Regions from separate parts of the Sus scrofa genome. Here region 2 is linked to region 1. The links are chromatin contacts, called in public Hi-C maps. All regions are on one chromosome and are shown on one strand. The core of a region is the stretch at or near the end of the contact, and the rest is flanking DNA. Distances in the headings are between cores, read along the strand shown. Region 1 has its middle 560 kb from the start of ZNF608. Region 2 has its middle 450 kb from the start of ZNF608.

The links. Hi-C and Micro-C count contacts between places; a contact is called where the count stands out from the background.
Region 2: a contact with region 1 is called in a Hi-C map of fetal skeletal muscle, with 2.6 times the contacts expected there. The contact joins two enhancer-like sites. A contact is called at or near these places in 3 of 47 Hi-C or Micro-C datasets (fetal skeletal muscle, heart right ventricle and skeletal muscle) and 1 of 2 datasets of contacts at active chromatin or transcription factors (skeletal muscle).

What each region holds. Positions count from the first base shown.
Region 1 is chr2:127,592,273-127,599,606 of Sscrofa11.1, forward strand. No RefSeq gene overlaps it. Among named protein-coding and RNA genes, the nearest start is that of ZNF608, 560 kb to the right of the region's middle. Within about 2 kb of position 3,524, at least 7 of the 83 cell types and tissues checked have an H3K27ac peak or open chromatin away from gene starts, as enhancers often do. A contact at or near this core is called in fetal skeletal muscle, where this site is marked.
Region 2 is chr2:127,703,862-127,710,574 of Sscrofa11.1, forward strand. No RefSeq gene overlaps it. Among named protein-coding and RNA genes, the nearest start is that of ZNF608, 450 kb to the right of the region's middle. Within about 2 kb of position 5,425, at least 7 of the 83 cell types and tissues checked have an H3K27ac peak or open chromatin away from gene starts, as enhancers often do. A contact at or near this core is called in fetal skeletal muscle, where this site is marked.

The DNA.
Region 1 (7,334 bases), core at 2,274-4,773:
TAGCCCTCAGTATGGATGATATATGTCAAATCATATATACTATCATTTACCAGCGGTCACTTATAGACAGAAGAGCTCAGCTGAAATCTACCAGTAATTAAAGTTAATACTGGCTGTGTTAACAGGACCCAAGTTAATGGACGTGCTAATTATTCTTCTCTGTGACAGACCCTGGCACCTGTTTGGTTTCCAGTTGGGACAAAGATAGACCAGATCCTGTTAGAATAAGGAGGTCATCCCATCCAGCCCCTCGTGACACACAGGCAGAGGTTCAGACTCTAAGACACATGAAAACTGTGGAACTGTGGGAAAACTATTCATGAGAAGTACTAAGAATGGAATAAAAAACTACTACGGTGTGAATGTTTTAAATCTGACCATAGAATAAAGAGTAGTTAACAGGGAGACACAAAGAGTAAGAAAAAAATAACTAGCCTTAAGATTGAAGTGATTAATAGGGAAGCTCCTTTAGGATCAATCAATACTAGGACCACTATTCTTCAGTATATTTATTAACAACCGAGAAGATAGATGAGGTGAAAAGTCATTGAATTTGTCGATGGCAAAATTGAAAGATTAAGGAAGATAGTGAGCAATGTGGAAAAAAAAAAAAAAAAACCTAGGGAAACCACATACTAAGCTAAAATGAACAAGGGAAAAAAAAAAAGAATACGCTTGGATGCATTATATTCTCTCAGGGGGAAAAAAAAGAAATAAAAGGATAAGAGAAACTATGCATTATTCAGAAAGAATCCTTCCTGAATATTTAAGAGCAAACTAAATTTGATTAAGGACTCAGATAATTGCTGTGAATAATTCTGTTAATAAATAAGCACAAACTGTACTAGTAGACATTCATTCTGTATAAGAGGAAAGTAAGCCAAAATCAGCCTTGTATTTTTAGTACCCTGTTGCCTTCAGTCTTTGAGAACTCTCCCTAACTTGTCCATCACGTCAGACTTCCCTGCATCTATTATTTTACCCCTCTGCCTTTGCTAACTTGTGCCTAAATGTGACACTCCAAACCAGACACAGCTGAAAATCTCCAGACAGTTAACCCTGTTATGCTAGGTATTTCAAAGAAATTTGGGACCATGAGAATAGAACCCCTGCTCTCTGAATGATCATGACAGGAAAGAAAACATGAAGTGATTTGATGCACTCAATATACAACTGCCTTGTATTTTGAAAATTTATTTTAAAACTGTGAGTGAATGTGGAGCCCCTTAAATTGCTCATAGTCTCCTCAACAGAATTTGTTAACAGGGGTGGAGCTCTTCCTTCCTTTCTTTCTAAACCCGGTGACCATGGGGTCTAGAAGCCATCTCTCCCTCTTTGTCCCACTGCTGTCACGGGTAACCGTGATCCCAGGGATGGCTTCCAATTCAGCATCAGGGGCTCTGAGAGTTCATTTATATTTTAAGAGAAATGTGAAAGCATGGCAAGAAAGATACAGCAATACAGGTCATTCAGGAGTGATTGAAAATTTCCCCATGTAACTTGTCTTGATTTGCAGGGAGCATTTGTACCTTGTGGGTCCCACCTCCGCTGCTTCTTCAGGGTCTCTACTGATGTGCTGACATCTGAGACAGCTGTGAAGGTGGGGCTTCTATACTCTCTGGAGAATACTCATCATTTCTTTGGATGAGAACCCAAAGGATTAAAGTCCATTAAGAAGGAATCAAAAGAAAACAGAATTTTAATAACCTCAGCTATTAATCTTCTTTTATATTTCTTCTGGATGCGAGACTACTCTGATAAAAAACATGTTAAGAATTAAGCATCAGAGTTCCTGTTGTGGCTCAGCGGTAATGAATCCGACGAGTATCCATGAGGATGTGAGTTTGATCCCTGGCCTTGATCAGTGGGTTAAGGACCCAGCATTGCTGTGAGCTGCAGTGAAATTCACAGACACAGCTTGGATCTGCTATTGCTGCGGTTGTGGTATAGGCTGGCAGCTGTAGCTCTGGTTCAGCCCATAGCCTGGGAACTTCCATGTGCCTCGGCTGCAACCCTAAAAAAGCAAAAAAGCAAAAAAAAAAAAAAAAAAAAAAGGAGTGAAGCTTCTACATATGCAGAGAGAGCACATAGTTTGATTCCTCAGAAGATTTATAAAATTTAGTTCTACTAAATGCCATCATAGAAAGTAACTAAAGTTAGAGCCTAAATTATTCCAACAATAATTGTGTTTATTGGAATAGTAATGAACCCTAAGTGACAATCTGTAATCTTAGAGCCAAGTTTCAGCACTTAAAGCCATGTGGATAAACCCTGCTAGGCATAATGTTCAGTTATGGCACTTAGGCATCAACCCTTCCATAAACTATGTGATATTAGTCATGGCACTCGCAGGTGTTAGGAAAAACAAAATGGACCACAGTCAGGAAATTTTACACTCATAGCCGAAGACCCTCCAACTCTACCAGATCACGGTACTCAGACCACTCATATGCATCAGTGGTCAGTCACTTTTTAAAAAAATTGTGTCTTCACGACTTAGGTGGATTTTCCTAATATGATAATTCTTACTGGGTGACACCAGAAACATTTAGATATTGGCCATTGTTAATACCTAGAGTGGCTTCATCAACTAAGAGCTTCTTTGACCTAATGAATTATTAAATGTAATGGAACTTTAAATTTCCACCTCTGTTAAGTGAGAATTATTGCTTCCAAAACTTATTAGAAGAAAATGAGAAAAGACCTTATGCATGCACTTTAAAAATAACAATAGTCTACACATGCATATAGATACTATTTCTACATCTTTGTTAAAATTCTATGTGCAATAGTGGAAAATGAATATAAATAAGTATTGTATCCTGTTGAGAAAATTTTATCTGAAGAACTAAAGGGATTTTACTAGGCAAGGAAACCCTGAGTGGAAGATGGTTCCCTTATAAGAATCTCAAGGGTAACACTCTAATTGTGAGGCTCCAATGTGAAAGAGACAGCTATGATCACATGCAAAGCATACATATACGTCAAATGCAATATTGTAAAGGGAGAAATCTTCCCCAGCAGAATCATTCATACTTAAGGAACTAATGAGATCATCCACCAAAGATAATGAATCCATTAGTTGAAAAAGAAATCAAATTCTAAATCTATATCCTATGTTTATACTATTATATATAAATACTGAGTGAAGTATGTACAAAAAATACTTCTCTTATCACCCATGTGTCCAACTGAACCATTTCCAAAGTAAATCAAAAACCTCATTGAAATTGTTTCTAGTTTTCATGATCTCACTGGGAAGAGAAAGGATTTTCTTCAATAGTCTGTTGTAACTCTGTCATTATGCTGTAGTGAGGTAATTTGCTAAAACAGCTGCCTCTAATGAGTAAACCTTTCCATCTGGCACAGCCAATATAGACACAAACAACCTCATCAGTTAAAAAAAAAGTAAACTACATTTCACGAAGAATTCTATTTTAGGAAATGTCTATTAGAACTATGCAAAAGCTAGAATGCATCTGGAAGGGAATGACCGTCTCTGCTTCTCTTGCTGGAGTCATTCTGTCCGTTCCCAGGCTAAGTGCATACACACATGGCCTAAATACTGTGCTACCTCTGGGTGGATAACAAAATAATTCAGAACATGTTCATAAGAGAAACATCCGGCCCTCCCCTAAAAAAATTTGGACAAAAGGAACACTGTTAAAACTTATTCACTCTGGCAACTAGGATGAGTAGATAAACATGTTCTTATATCTATATTTTTTATCTTCCTTTTCATTCTCAGAAATTGTTAGTAAGCTCTTAAAGTCCATTCAGAAATCCTTGACACCTCACACTGCACTTTTACTACAAGGTATTTAAGGAAAGCTTTGTTATTTGAATAATTGGAGGAAAACTGCACAATGCTATAATCTTCTTAACTGCTAATTATTTGGGGTGAGTTCTTGTAAAATATGAACTACTCTCCCTTTATCATATGTCTGTTAGTATTTTTCATCAGATATCTGGGCTTAAATTTGAGTGTCCAAGTGGTTTATTTTTTTTTCTTTTTAGGGCCACTCCCACGGCACATGGAAGTTCGCAGCCTAGGGGTCAAATTGGAGCTACAGCTGCGGGCCTACACCATAGCCTCAGCAATGCAGGATCTGAGCGGCATCTGCAACCTACACCATAGCTCATGGCAATGCCAGATCCCCAACCCACTGATTGAGGCCAGGGATGAAACCCGAATCCTCATGGATACTGTTGGATTCCTTTCTGCTGTGCCACAATGGGAATTCCTTACCTGATTTTTTAACTACAGACATTTTGGCTTCTGGTGAATCAATAAAGCATAGGCTACCCAAATTTTCTCTTTCATGAAGTTGATTCATTTAGTCTTAATCTTAGAAATCCAAATTCAATCACTGATTTCTCAATCTCCCAATACAGTATGCTTACCAGGTGAAAATTAAATTTAGATGTGTACAATCACATTAAAAAAAAAATAGGATTTAGGTTTAGGTTAGAGTAGGATTCCACAGCTCTGATCTTGCTGAAATGTTTTTTAACCAAAGACTAAATAAATGCTCATTAAAATGGAAGCCAGAAAGTTAAATGTGTTAGGGATTTTCAGTGGCAAGTGGTGGCATTCTGGTTAAGAGATAGTGGATGAGAAAGTAGCATTCTTGGCATGACTGAGCCTCCTGTCAGAAGGTTATCAGCCTTTTTGGGGAGACAACAGCAGAAGCTTTAATATTTTCCCTGACTCCTGGGTATAATGTAAAATTAATGTGCATCATGTCAAGGTTATGGCAGGGCATTGTTGTCTGGAAGAGAAAACGGTTTGCTCCCCACTCTCCAAACACTTCCACATACCGGGATAATGCATTATTGAAAAGCAAATTTCTTTGTCATTGTCAATAATGGCAAGCTAGTAAAGGATATTTTCCAGCACCAATTATCCAGGAGGAAGCTGACAGACCTCTAAAATTCAGTCTGAAAGCAAAGAAAATTGTTTATATATATCTACCTTATCTAACATTAGTTCATTGAAAGGAAATTCAAACAACAACCTTAGCTCACAACTGTCCTGTGTATAGCATTCTTAGTATTAATGAGCTATAAGGAACAGAAAAGTGGCACCTGCCCTCTCAGCGTTTGAATTTTAAATCAGTGATTCTTGGATTCTTGCTTATCTAGAAGAACTTTGACAAGCCCGGAAATCCATATATTTATCAAGACATTCCCAGATAATTCTAAAATAAACGGTTGAAAGAGAATTATAATTCTACCCAAAAAAAGATGGGGGAATACGTAACACCAATAACATACCCTATCTGCTGTCATCATCTAGCTCTTCTGCTAACTCTAACTATACATACAAACTGACAGGTAGAGAAAAATTCTGGGCATTCATATGATAAAAGGGGCTGTGGTTTTTGCGGGGTGTTTTGCTTTGTTTTGTTGGCTACCCCTGTGGCATATGGAACTTCCTAGGCTGGGGATCAACCTGTGCCACCACAGAGACACCAGATCCTTAACTCACTGCACCACAGAGGAAACTCCAGCTTCTGTGTTCTCTGGGGGATAAAATACAGGGTTAACATTTTCCTAAGGTAAAAATTTTTCTATCATTCTCCCCCCGAAAGAATAATAGAAAGAATCAAAAACAAACAAATGTTTCCCAATCAAATTTTAAAAGAACAGGATGAAAGTGGATTTTAAAGGTAAGATTAAGGCAAAAAAACTGATGTAAAAACCAGTTTCCCAATTAAATTTTTCTTAGCAAAGATGAAGACAAAAGGACAATATGCCCTGTTATCTTATTCAAAATGCTGAAAGAAATACAGATCCCTTTCCCCCCAACATATTAAATGCAAATCCAAACAGAATTTGAAAGGTAAATTGATTTTAACTGTGTCTACATTTTCTCTACTTCTCTTTTCAGTAACTAATAATGTGTAGTATTACATGTGAATTAGGCATAATACTAGAGCTTTGTGCAGAAGATAGACTTCCAGGAATAAAACATGTAAGAGCCTGCCTAATGTTTATTAGCTTTTTGAGAAAACTAGAATAAAAGGAGGAAGCATAAAACTGAGCTTAAATAATTGGCATAATATATTAACAAAGAGTCTGAGAGCTAGAGCTACCTCACCTTGACACATTACATGTGGTAGGTGCTCAGGCTACAGATATTTTGGGGAATTCCTTCTAGGGTGATTCTACTTTGCCTCCAGATGGTAAAAGGATGTATCAGTCTCTCTGGGCTGCCATTATAAAATACCGCAGATTGAGAGACTTAAACAACAGACATTTACTTTCATAGAGTATTGGGTGTTCAAGCCTCTTCCTAGCTTGTAAATGGCTACCTCTCACTTAATCTCCAGGTACCTTTCCTCTAAGCACTCAGAGTGAGTTCTGATGTCTCTTCCTCTTCTTATAAGGATACCAGTTCCACCATATCAGAGACCCACTCTTTTGACCTCATTTAACCTTAATTACCTTCATAAAACGTTTGTCTCCAAACACTGGGGGTTGGCACTTCAACATGTGCATTTTGACGGGGACAAAATTCAGTCAATAACAGGGCTGGGGAAGCCTTGGGGTAGACCACATGTAGCCCATGGGCCACCTGGGCATGTGCTAAGACAAGGTGCCCCTTCCTCTCAGCAGATGAGGTTCTAATGTGGTTTCCGCAGGATCTGTGGGCTAATAGTAACTAGTAAAATCCTAAATTTTACCCTCTTGCTCATAAGTTCTTTATAGGGTATGACTTGTACAACCAAAAGTGGATGTGAAGACTCTAAAAAGTCTTATCTTTAGAGTCTGTGGCACCTTGGGATATCAGGAATAACAAATAGGGCTTTCAGCCAAGAGAATGAGAGGTTAACTTTCAAATAAGGATACAGTGAAAACCCATCCTAAAATGTCTTACTTCCATGTTAGACAGCTATTAGTCTGGTATTCTAGACCCAGAATTCAGCTGACAGCCTTCTCAAGTTCAGATCAAAACAGGTCCCCAAGCACCCTGACATCGACCTGTAGGAAATGCAGGAGCTTCCATAATACACAGAGGAGTCTCTCTGGGATCTGAGCCAAGTACAAATATATACTTAGATCATGGAAGCACAGGGAGGGCCTCCTAGTGAAGATTAAGCTAGACCCCAAGAAAGCCTTTGCCATGAAAAGCACTGGGGGTCAGGCTAGACTTCCTGGACTGCCTCAGCTGGAGGCTCCTTGAGGAAGGGCAGTAATGTAAAACAGACTCTGAGGCCAGGACATCTGGATTTGAATCCTGAATCGTCCCCTTGCTGACTATATGACCTTAGACAAGTTACTTAACTCCCTATGCTTCATTTCGCTCATGTGTTAAATGGTCAAAAGCA
Region 2 (6,713 bases), core at 4,175-6,674, 110 kb after region 1:
CTGGCATCCAACAATAGGAATGTAAATTATAAATTGTTCTCATCAATTTCTGAAAGCAATCTTTATCCTTCCCATCAGGATGCTTACCCTCTAACCTTTTAAGGAGCACTAATACTCAGAGCTAACATTTAATGAGCACTTACTCTGTGCCAAGTATAGGAGAACGAAACATACATTAACTTAATCGATACAACAAGTCTAATAAAGCAGATGCTCCCAGATCCAGATCCCTATTTTACTAACAAGGATATGGAAGCACAGAGCAACTGAACAACATCTTCAAGATCGCATCACAAGGGGGTGGCTGACCCAGTGTTCACAGATCATACATGGCCTCTTTCTGTGATTAAATCAGACTCTGATTATTCAGAGTTTAATTCATTCCAATCTACCCTCCTCTCCCAATTAGAGTAAATTAGCAATATAAACGGCCTGCTCAAAGCCTCGCTGAGAACAGGCTCTTGGACCAAGAAATATAGATAAAGGGAAGGTGGGAAGATGACAGTAGTGAAACAAATGGGGAAAGAAATCTAAGGAATGGTACAAAAGCAGACTGGCAAAACTAAAAGAAAAAGGAACTATGGAGAAGGGAAGGATGAGAGGAAGAAAGAAAAATGAAAAAAGAAGTGAGAGGGAAATGGAAGAAGACGTCAGGAGAAAGGGCTTGCAGAAAAAGAGCAGAGGAAATATGTTCACAGCAAGTACAGACATTATTCATATTTGATATTTAGCAAATGACTCAAATGCTAACAGAAGGTCATAAGAGAAGTGTTCTTAAGAATTTTCCCTTTAAATTTATAAAAATTTTATAAATTTTTCCTATAAAATTGCTGTTAAAGGTAAACAAGGAATGACTGGCCAACAGGGATCTGCTGTGTAGCACCGGAAATTCTACCCAAAGGTCTGGGAGGGTCTATATGGGAGGGAATCTGAAAAAGAATGGATATGTATTATGTGTGTACATGTATAACTGAATCCCTTTGTTGTACAGCAGAAATTATCACAACATTGTAACTCAACTGTACTTCAATAAAACTTTTTTTAAAAAAAGGTAAAAGAAGAGGATATGGAACCTGCATCATAAGGAAAAAAATTTCCTGATCCAAGGTTTTGTCTGAGGCCAGTTCATCTCACAGCAGAGTGAAAGCCACAAGAAACAATGAAAATCTCAAAGCTGTATAGCAATGTAGGAGGAAGCAGAAGGCACACCTCCTGAGAACATTCTACCAAAGCCATTCCTTTCCAAGCAAATTTTAAGGAAATATATTGGCATAACTGTTGGTAAGGTAGGGATGAAAACAAGTACAATGCTTTTCAACCCTGGTGATACATTAGAATCCCTGTGGGAATCTTTAAACAGTACTGGTGAGCCCACCCACGACAGCCTGATTATGGCAGAATCCTTGGAGAGAAAGCAGACATTGGAATTCATTTAAAAATTCATAAATGTTTGCAAATGAAGTGACTGACAATGGATTAATCTCCAACATATAAAACCAACATCTGCAGCTTAGTATAAAACAAACAAAACTAATCAAAAAGTGGGCAGAAAAAATTTTTAAATTAAAAAATAAAAAGGTTAAGGATCTGGTGTTGCTATGAGCTGTGGTGTAGGTTGCAGGTGTGGCTCAGATCCTGCATTGCTATGGCTCTGGCATAGGCTGGCAGCTACTGCTCCAATTAGACCCCTAGCCTGGGAACCTCCATATGCCATGAGTGCAGTCCTAGAAAAGATAAAAACACAAAAATTTTTTTAAAAAGTGGGCAGAAGATTTAAATAGACATTTCTCCAAAGAAGACATATAGATGGCTAAAAAAAATACATGAAAAGATGTTTAAACTACTGTGAAGTACCACCACCAGCCAGAGTGGCCATCATCAAAAAGTCTACAAACAATAAATGCTGGAGAGGGTGTGGGGAAAAGGGAACCCTCCTACACTGTTGGTAGGAACGTAAATTGTTGCAACCACTATGGAAAATAGTATGTAGGTTCTTCAAAAAACTCAAAATAGGACTACCATATGATGCAACAATCCCACTGCTGGGCATCTATCCAGGAGAAAATCATAACTTGAAAAGATATATGCACCCCAATGTCCACTGTAGCACAATTTACAATAGCCAAGACCTTGAAGTAACCTAAATGTCCATCGACAGAAGAATGGATAAAGACGATGAAGTACATATACACAATGGAATATTACTCAGCCATAGAAAGGAATAAAATAATGCCATTTGGAGAAACATGGATGGACCTAAAGATTATCATAGTAAGTGAAGTTAGTCAGACAATGAAAGGCAAACATATGATATCACTTAAATGTGAAAACTTAAAAAAGAATACAAACAAACTTACTTGCAGAACAGAGACAGACTCACAGACTTTGAAAAACTTATGTTTACCAAAGTAGACAGGTGGGGGAGGGGAAGGATGGACTGGGGGTTTGGAACTGGCATATGCACATTGAGGTATATGGAATTATTGGCCAATGGGATCTGTTGTGTAGCAAAGAGAACTCTGCCCAATATTCTGTGATAATCTATGTGGGGAAAGAATCTGAAAAAGAATGGATGTGTGTATATGTATAAACTGAGTCACTTTGTTGTAGAGCAGAAATTATCACAACCTTGTAAATCAACTATACTTTGATAAATCTTTAAAGGAAAAAACCTCTCAGGTACATCACTGTGAAAAATTCCAGATTAAAGAAGTAGCAAGAATGTTTCCAACAAGTTATTTTGTGGATTATCAACACACTGATTCCAAAGTTGATGTGGAAGGCAAAAGACCCCAAAGAGTCAACACAATACTGAGGAAGAACAAAGTTGGAAAACTGACACTTTCTGATGACAAAACTTCCTACAAAGCTATAGTCATCAAGACAGTGTGGTATTTGCAAAAGAGCAGACCAATATATTAAAGGAACAGAATAGAGCACTCAGAAACAGACCCACATAAGTGAAATTTCTGATCTTTAACAAAGGAGCGAAGGCAATACAATAGAGAAAAGATAGTCCATTTAACAAACGATGCTAGAATAACTGGACTCCTACTTGAAAGAGAAATAGATCTAGCTGTCACAAAAATTAAATCAAAATGGATCAAATACCTGTCTTCTTAATCCATTCATCTGTGGATGGACATTTAGGGTGGTTCCATGTCTTGACTATTGTGAATAGAGCTGCAATGAACATATGGGTGCCTGTATCTTTTTCAAGGAAAATTTCATCTGGATATATGCCCAAGAGTGGGATTGCTGGATCATATGGTAGTTCTATATTTAATTTTCTGAGGTACCTTCATACTGCTTTCCACAGTGGTTGTACCAATTTAAATTACCATCAACAGTGTAAAAGTGTACCCTTTTCTTCACTGCCTCTCCATCATTTCTTATTTGTTGACTTGTTAATGATGGCCATTCTGAAAGGTATGAGGTGGTAGCTCATTGTAGTTTTGATTTGCATTTCAAATTAGTGATGTTGAGCATTTTTTCATGTATCTGTTGGCCATCTGTGTATAATTTCTTTGAAGAAAAATCTATTCAGGTTTTTTGCCCATTTTTCAATTGGGTTGTTAGTTTTTGTCCACTGACAGATGAATGGATTAAGAAGATATGGTATACATACACAATGGAATACTACTCAGCCATAAAAAAGAACAAAATAATGCCATTTGCAGTAGCATGGATGGAACTACAGACTCTCATAATAAGTGAAGTAAGTCAGAAAGAGAAAGACAAATACCATATGATATCACTTATATCTGGAATCTTATATACAGCACAAATGAAACTTCCCACAGAAAAGGAACTCATGGACTTGGAAAACAGACTTGTGATTGCCAGGGACAGGGGGCGGGGGGGATTGGGATGGACTGGGAGTCTGGGGTTAAAAGAGCCAATCTATTGCATTTGGAGTGGATAAGCAATGAGATTCTGCTGTATAGCACTGGGAACTGTATCTAGTCACTTATGATGGAACATGACGGAGGATAATGTGAGAAAAAGAACATATATATGTGTGATTGCGTCACTTTGCTGTACAGTAGAAATTGACAGAACACTGTAAATCAACTATAATGGAAAAAAATAAAAATCATTTTAAAAAATAAAATAAATAAAAAATAGATCACAGACCTAAATGTAAAATGCAAAATTATAACACCCTAGATGATACCATAGAAAATATAGATGTCAACACCATATAAGTATGGTGTTGACTTTTTTTTCCCCCCACTGTACAGCAAGGGGATCAAGTTATCCTTACATGTATACATTTTTTTTCCCCACCCTTTGTTCTGTTGCAATATGAGTATCTAGACATAGTTCTCAGTGCTACTCAGCAGGATCTCCTTGTAAATCTATTCTAAGTTGTGTCTGATAACCCCAAGCTCCCGATCCCTCCCACTCCCTCCCTCTCCCATCGGGCAGCCGCAAGTCTATTTTCCAAGTCCATGATTTTCTTTTCAAGGTGTTGACTTTTTAAATACAAGACCAAAGATATGAGACATGAAAGAAAGAATGAGCTTGATGTGACAGAAAATAAAAGTGTCTGCTCTGTGAAAGGCAATGTCAAGAGAAGAAGAAGACAAGCCACATAATGGAAGAAAGTATCTCAAAAGAAGTAGAAGAATGTAAGGTCATGAGAGGAATGGGAACATTTTATAGCGAATTTCATCACACACAAAACGTGCCCCACCCATTGCTGCTCCCAACGTTGCCTCCCGGGTGGTGGAATCTGGGTGGAATGGGATGGGGATGGGGTAGACTGGGTGATGTCTGTCCTTCAGAGATGCTATTGTCTCATGTAGGCAGTTATCACTAGCCTTTCTGGATTTCTTTTTTAACACTGAGTCCAAAAAGCCTATGGAGTCCTAACAAAACAGCATTGCATCCACTGTGGGCACTTGAGTAATGGTTGCTGATGTGGTTTTTCATTCCTTCCCCTTCATGTCTGCCTGGTCCTTCAGAGCTTGCTTTCATTTTTCTCCAGGAAAACCGGTTGTGAGGGATTGCTAAAACTCCTGCACACTCTCCTCCACACCATCTCCCTCAAAAACCCTCCAGTAGAAGCTCAGTTCCTATAAAAAGCAACCCAACCACCCTTGTCATTTCCATTTTTCATACATCTGCTTTTGGTGTGTGCAGTGTGCATGCTATGCCTCTGTGCAGTTTCATCTCATTTGCCCGCTGCCATAGGCTACGGTGTGGAACAAAGTTCACTTTCAAATTCAATCTCAAACAAAATGAAAAAGCAAGAAAATCATGAAAGGGAAAGCTGGCCACAGCCATTAATATGGATCTCACTGCCAGATTCTTCTAGTTTATCCAACAAATGGGAGGCAGAAGAATATGCTCCCTTGTGCAGCTGCTGAAACTCTGACCCAGGTTATAGGGAACTGTCAATCAGAGGACCAGCTCCTATGAACTGCCCGGGGTGAGCGCTGGCTGCCAGCTGCAGACAGACCACACACTATTGAATAACGACGCCCTGGATGGCACTGGACTCCTTCCTATGATAACAGTAGCAGTCCCTGGGGCCTTTCAACAATATAGTGGAAAGTATCCTAAATTTATTTCAGACACCGAGTTTAAGATTAAGGGAACTAGAGGAAGTGTCAGGGTTTCCAGAGGAAAAGTGTGCATCTTCTTTCAAAACAAAACAAAAACATGTTTTAAAACCCACACAAGATTTACTTCTCTGTTTGGAAGAAATCGGCCAGTTCAGGATTCTTTAAATAAATCGGCAGGTTGTGCTGAATTATAGAGGGGGCGGGAATTAGAGAAGCCTGTGTCCTCTTGTCTGGTTTACCCTGACTTGCTGGGTTAGCTTGGAAAATCAGTAATTCCTCAGCTGCAACCAAACTGGGATCAATCATACATACACACACCCCCACACCCCGTGTGCAAGGTTAAAGGTTTCAGGGAACACTGAAACTGTCCTGCAATTTTTTTTTTTTTTTTGCCCTGAGTGCAAATTTTATTTTATTTAAGATTTTTGGTTTTGTTCTATTATAGTTTTTCTCCTGCAATTTTATTCTGAGGGTTCCTAGAATAAAGACGGCGGGAATGCTTCATAGTGGACCCGGAAATTACTTGGCACTACTTCTACAAAATTAAGCAACATTATACCTTATGAGCTCAAAATATTCTGAATGCTTTCTAATTTTTTCCTCCTCGGTTTGAAATATGTGCTGATTATACTCAGCGACAGAGTGCTCTAGGCCCTTAAGAGTTTTAGTTTGCTATGTGAAGCCAGAAACTATTTCTTAGAGTCATGCTCTCTCTTACCTGGCTTGGTAAGAATTTTAATTGTGAGGGAGCAGGAGAGGAAACACTGAGTGGCTGGAGTTCAAGCTCTGAGTTTGTTGGGATGCACAGTGAGTGCCAGCGGGCTGCCTCTCTTCCAGGAATTATATGTGATTGATCCTCTTTAAATAAATCTGGCTAGCTAACAAATAGCTTTCCTTCGCCAGCGTTTCCTCAATATGGTCTCCAGACTCTTTATGGTTCAAAAAAAATTACCAAATAAAATTCATGAAAAGCCAACAAGAAACATATCTTACAAAATTTCTGTACGGAATTCAAACATTGTTCTTGCGCCAGAAACACACAGCTGTGGGCCTGACGTGGCAGAACCATCTGCTAGAAGCTCCACGCTGTAGCTGCTCAAAAGAGGCAGGGTTGGGGAGGTGCAGCCTTTGTTGGAAACA